Linked DNA regions of Sus scrofa: region 1 is linked to region 2. The links are chromatin contacts, called in public HiChIP or PLAC-seq maps. All regions are on one chromosome and are shown on one strand. The core of a region is the stretch at or near the end of the contact, and the rest is flanking DNA. Distances in the headings are between cores, read along the strand shown. Region 1 overlaps IGF2BP3 (insulin-like growth factor 2 mRNA-binding protein 3). Region 2 overlaps NUPL2 (nucleoporin-like protein 2).

Region 1 (3,026 bases), core at 294-2,793, 210 kb before region 2:
CATCAGCTGTACTGGATTAGGGACCCCACCTAATGACTTCATTTTAACTTAGCTCTCTCTGAGTTAAAAAGACCCTGTCTCCAAATACAGCCAAACTATAGAGATGGAAATGAACACTTCATCCTATGAGTTTTGGGAAGGACACAGTTCAACCTATAACAGTCTCTTTTTAAAAAGTTCATATAAAAAATTAATAGTAACTCTCAAATAACAATCAAATGGTTCACATTTCTTTGATTTTTTACTTTTAAGAAATTGAGTCTGGATTCAAATAAGATCTTTTTCAACGTTTTTCAATAGGTTCCTTTTTTTTTTTTTTTTTGGTGCAGTGTATTTGTCGAAGTTGGTTTATTCTGCAGAAAGTTCCACTTGTTTTGCTGAACTACATCCATATGTGGTTGCTTATTATTATGTTCTTCTGACCTTTGTGGGTCTTGAATTAGATTCAAGTTCACTTTTGCTTTGTTTGGACAAGACAAAGTAATAGGTCATGATGTATATATCCTTCCATCAGGAGGTACCTAATGTCTTTGTTTTGTGAAGTGCCACTAACCATTGGCTTAGATGCATTATTATATGGCTGCAAGATGGTAATACTCTTCTACTATTTCCTCAGTTATTAGTTAGAATGCATTTCTAAAGAGGAATTTGTCCTCTTTAGCTATTTAGTTACTGTAAGGCACAGTTTGTAAAAGAGAGAAAAAAAATGCTTGATTTTTTTCACTTATTTACTACCCTATAAATATTGGTTGCTTTAGCATCCTTCAAGGATGATGAGTGAATTTTGGTTTTTGACCAGTGAGGTTTTTTTGGGTGTGATTTATGAGCTTTTGAGTTTCAAGATTACTGGAATTGTTGTCATTGATTCTCAAATTATCCTGTCTTGAGAGACCTGTCATGTCCTTTTGATGCCTTTTTGGTAGTTGATAGTTTCCTTGACAGTTGGTTTAAGAAATCCCACGTTTATCTTGAACATGTTCAGCTGCAAGGACTGGAATTAATTGGCCCTTTCTCCAAAAAGCCTGGTGTCTTGGGAAATGGTCATGCCGCTCTGGGGACCACATCCTTGGGCATGTCCTTGTTTCTTCATTTTCTTTGCAGCAGTTATGTTCTCAGTTCCTCTCCCTGCAGGTTTTAGTCATGGTTACAGTCCCTGACATGTGCTTCTCTATTCTCAAATGTCAGCATTTCCGGGCACTCTGTTTTCTCTCTTAAAAATTCTACTTGTTTCTACAATTTTTGTTTTTACTTTCCATTGGAAGCAAACATTCTCTTGAATATCCATTGATCTTAGGGTGTCTGAAACTGATGTTTTTCTCTCTTGGGTCATTGCTTTGCTTTCTCTGTGAAATTTAATATTATGTAGGTCACATGGGCCTGGCCTTAGTTATCTTTGATGCTCCTTCTCCCTTTGGCCCTCTGGCCATAGGACATCAAGTATTTTAAGGTTCCCCCCCCAATACTTCCTTTGGTGTTCTTTCCTATCCCCATAGCCACCACCCTGTAGAGGATTCAGTCATAAGTCAGGCATCTGGGGAATTCCCATTGTGGTGCATTGGAAATGAATCCGATTAGTATCCCTGAGGAAGTAGGTTCTATTCCTGGCCCTGCTCAGTGGGTCAGGGATCTGTCGTTGCCCTGAGCTGTGATGTAGGTCACAGACGCGGCTCAGATCCCACGTTGCTGTGGGTGTGGTGTAGGCCGGCAGCTGTAGCTCTGATTGGATCCCTAGCCTGAGAACTTCCATATGCTGAGGGTGCGGCCCTAAAAAAGAAAAAGAAAAGTCAACTATTTTAAGTATCTTAACACGTGTAAGTGGAAAAAACAACATGCAGGCACAACCACCTTATGGAGGGGTGACCGTAGAGGGCTCCTCTTATGTTTTTTCAAGCTTTAAAACCATTCTTATAGGCGCCTGAGCGCTCATTTTAGGATTCTGTGTTAGTGCCAAGTCGTGAAATTACTTTTTCAGTTTCATAATGAGTGCTGTAACTCTTCAAATGAATACACTTGGTCCTCTCTGTCTGAATTACATTAAACAGTTCACGACCACAAACAGATTGCTAATGATTGTAAACAGAAAAGGTCATACAAAAAGAGGTTTTGGGTTTTAGTAGCATTCACTTGAAGTCATGGGAGATTAAAGAAGAAATCGTTGGTAAATCTGTTTCTGGTTTACATGATTCTTCTACTGCTTCACATTTAGATTGGTGATTAGGAATAAGTGTGATCCCATGTATAAAGACTGGGAGGAAAAGAAAGAAGTTAACTACTTGGGGGTGGGAAATAAGGTAATAGTGATCCAAACTTTAATGCTCCATGGCCAAACAACCAAACAAAGTGACTTTTAAAAACTTAGTAATCTTTTTTCTGCATGGGATTGATAGATCTTCGTTTTAAGATCTCAAGAGCCCTAAAAACACATAACCTAACAATGGCTGTTTTCTGTGCCAAATGGTACCATAAATGTGAGGTAAGAGGTTTGAGGGGCCTGATTGAGAACACTGAGAAAGGCGGCCTGTGTCATTTAAAAAGTTTTTTTACTTTTATTTTTTTTGCTTTTTAGGGCCGCACCCGTTGCATATGGAAGTTCCCAGGCTAGGGGTTGAGTCGGAGCTGCAGTTACCAGCCTACACCACAGCCACGGCAAGAGGCCAGGGATCAAACCCACATCCTCATGGGTACTAGTCTGATTCATTTCCGCTGCATCTCAACAGGAAGTCCGACTTATGTCGTTTTTATTGACAACATTTCTGATACCAAGTGGGTGGTGTCTTTTTCAGTACCACTTCTCCCACTCTCCATCACCAACTGGGTGTTCTACAGTTCAGTTCAGTTCTGACACTATCGGATTTAGTGTCTGACTGCACACATTAAAGGCTCCACCTTATAGGACTGCCTTCATTTCAGATGCCAGGTGCAGTGGGATGCCCAGGCTACCCACACTTGGGTTTGGCTGACTGTAAATCTGGAGGGTCCCACGATGCCCCCCACTCCTTTTGGTAATTCACTAGAATGGCTTACAG
Region 2 (2,970 bases), core at 60-2,559:
AACTTCCGCATGCTCTGGGAGTGGCCCATTAAAAAAAAACTGTGAGGGGAAAACGCCCCTTAGGTCCTGAAAATAAAAGTTTCCGCCCTTTAAAAACTGCTATTTCGTTAAGAGAATCTTCTTGAACATGAAAGTCAGGCTTCTGATATTTATTTGGTAAGTAGGTTAAACATTCAAGCATTTTTCCCTACTGGTTCTAAAAACTGTCTCATTTCTTTAAAAAAGTTTAAAGCTAAAATTTTAAATGGTAAGACAGTAAAGTGATGTAGAATAAGAAAAGTACTTTATTCAGTGTGGATTGATCATTTTTTCAGTTTCATTCATAATAATAGTTAAAAAAAATCTGTTCTTGAGTATTTTTTATGTTCCATTTAAATAGTTAGGTTCAAGGGGAAAATGTTAAATTTAAAAACTAATGTTATTAAAAGTTTACATTTCTTATAAATTTAAATGTGTATATATATTTGCTCTTTCATATGAACCACTCAAAACAATTTTAAAAACTGTTCTTTTCTATATTTAAAATTGCCCTTTTAAATATTTATGAGTTCCACAGGCGGTGGCTTTAAGGGAATTTTTCCCAAAGTGAATTTCTTAGATTGAAATTGTTCTAGTTCTTCCACTGTTAGTTGATCCTTGGGTGTGAATAATACATTATCTGTTGTGCCATGTGAGACTGGGAGAGAGGTGGATAGGCTGCTATTTCCAAAGGTGTCACTGGATGACTTGGAAAAAGCAGCATGAGAATGTGAGCCAGGACTACCAAAACCAGCCACAGAACTGCCACTTCCAAAGGCTGGGGCAACAGGGTCTGCTGCCATTGGAGCTGGAAATCCTGAAAATCCGGATGATCCAAAACCAGAAGCTGCAGGGGTTTTAAACGAAAATGAAGCAGCAGATGTGATTTCGGGCTTCCCAAGTCCAAAAGTTGGGGCAGAAGCGCTGATGGCAGAACTGGCAGAGGGTGTGGCTCCAAATGCCGGAGTACTCCCAAACACAGAAGGACTTCCAGAGGGGGCAGCAGCAAATGAAGACCTTGGTTTAAAACTAAAATTCTGAGCACTACAACTGCTGTTGCTATTCACTGGAAAACCTACAAAGAAACAGAAAAAAAAAATATTAGAAAAGGTAGCTATATGTCTATCCCATGCCTCCTTTTTTTTTCTTATTTCTGCCATGTTTAAATGATGAGAAACTTCCTGGAAGGAAGAAGAAAAACATGAAAATGAGAAGCCAGGACAAACCCACGAAACCCTGTGGTCTGTCTTTCTGCTACACTGATCTCATCTGTACTGTAATTTACCTTTACTCACAGAGACTGCTCTTGAGAAAACTCAGGGATGAGGGAGTGACTCTTCATTTCAGCTTGTCCCTCATGTCACTGGGTCTGTCACTTGAGGTCAAAATTCTGCTGTTACGTATAGGGACAAGAAAGTCCTCAAAGGTGCTACTATCATAGTAACGTATTACTATAAAACTCTTGAAAAACCATTCCTAAAATATACTTCTAAGCTAGAGGGTCTTTCAGAGAACATGCCCATTCCGGCCCCCATTTCACAAATGCTTGATGAGTCAAATTCTTTGAAGCTCTCTTATAGAAGGTGGTAGAATTTACAAGAGTGACTTGAAATGGCACTTAATCAACCTTCAGGCTTTATGATTTGAAACCTATAAAATCCTATTTTTAGAAATCAGTGAAGTCCTGCATTACTCCATCACTTACCTGGTGACCCAAATGTTACTGCCTGACTACTGCCAAATCCAAATGCAGGTGCTGCTTGCTTTACTCCATCTTTTACATCAGAGAGCTATTAAAAAAGAAAGAATATACACTTTATATAGCCAAATTAAATTTTTACAATGTGCACTTAAAAATGTGATGGTAAATGCTTAACAGAGAAAAATGCCCACAAATGAATACTCAGATAAAATATGGACCAGCTTCAATGAATTCAGAGTGATTATCTAGCTGATAAATTATGGATGGTTTTTATTTATGCTTTTAAAACATTTTCTGAATTTCTTTGATGAATACATATTAAAACATAAAGATACCTTTTATTTTATTTAATTTTTTGGCTGCACCTGTGGCATATGGTAGTTCCTGGGTCAGGGATGGAATCCACGCCATATCAGTGACCCAGGTAACTGCAGCAACAACACTAGATCCTTAATTTGCTGTACCACAAGAGAACTCCAAAAAAATAATTATTCTTTTTTTTTTTTTTAAACAGCTACACTTATGCCCTGGAAATTCCCAGGCTAGGGGTTGAATTGTAGCTGCAGCTACAGGCCTATGCCATGGCCACAGCAACACCAGATCTGAGCCACATCTGTGACCTACACTATAGCTGGCAGCAACTTAACCCACTGAGTGAGGTCAGGCATTGAACCCGCATCCTCACAGAGACAACATCGGGTCCTTAACCCACTGAACCACAAGGGAGCTCCCAGGAAAAAAAAATATATAATTTTTTTGTCTTTTTGCCATTTTTTTTGGCTGCTCCCATGGCATATGGAGGTTCCCAGGCTAGGGGTTGAATCGGAGTTGTAGCCGCCAGCCTACACCACAACCACTGCAACGTGGGATCCGAGCCGCATCTGCGATCTACACCACAGCTCACGGCAACAACACCGGATCCTTAACCCACTGAGCAAGGCCAGGGATCGAGCCCTCAACCTCGTGGTTCCTAGTTGGATTCGTTAACCACTGAGCCACGATGGGAACTCCAGAAAAATACTTTTCAATGATAGACTTTGATGTCTATGGGTTGATCTGCACTTATCAAGAAAAGTAAATACGAGGGAATGGACCTTAGAGGCTACCCAGTCTACTTACTCAAATGCTTCCCTAAAGTTAATGCACACTTACATTATTAAGGAGTTCCCATTGTGGCTCAGTGGTAACAAACCTGACTAGTATCCATGAGGATGCGAGTTCCACCTCTGGCCCCACTTAGTGGGTTAAGG

What was found. HiChIP or PLAC-seq counts read pairs in DNA pulled down with a chosen protein or histone mark.
Region 1: an H3K27ac HiChIP or PLAC-seq map of alveolar macrophages shows a contact between it and region 2. The contact joins two enhancer-like sites. A contact is called at or near these places in 1 of 47 Hi-C or Micro-C datasets (mesenteric adipose tissue) and 1 of 2 datasets of contacts at active chromatin or transcription factors (alveolar macrophages).

The regions. Positions count from the first base shown.
Region 1 is chr9:92,210,983-92,214,008 of Sscrofa11.1, reverse strand. All of the region lies in intron 3 of IGF2BP3 (insulin-like growth factor 2 mRNA-binding protein 3), which reads left to right. Among named protein-coding and RNA genes, the nearest start is that of IGF2BP3, 60 kb to the left of the region's middle. Within about 2 kb of position 1,543, at least 13 of the 83 cell types and tissues checked have an H3K27ac peak or open chromatin away from gene starts, as enhancers often do. A contact at or near this core is called in alveolar macrophages, where this site is marked.
Region 2 is chr9:91,998,265-92,001,234 of Sscrofa11.1, reverse strand. NUPL2 (nucleoporin-like protein 2) reads right to left here. Exons shown (of 7, transcript XM_021063448.1): 6 at 1,724-1,808; 7 at 1-1,093. The coding sequence ends at 534. Among named protein-coding and RNA genes, the nearest start is that of NUPL2, 18 kb to the right of the region's middle. Within about 2 kb of position 1,309, at least 1 of the 83 cell types and tissues checked has an H3K27ac peak or open chromatin away from gene starts, as enhancers often do. A contact at or near this core is called in alveolar macrophages, where this site is marked.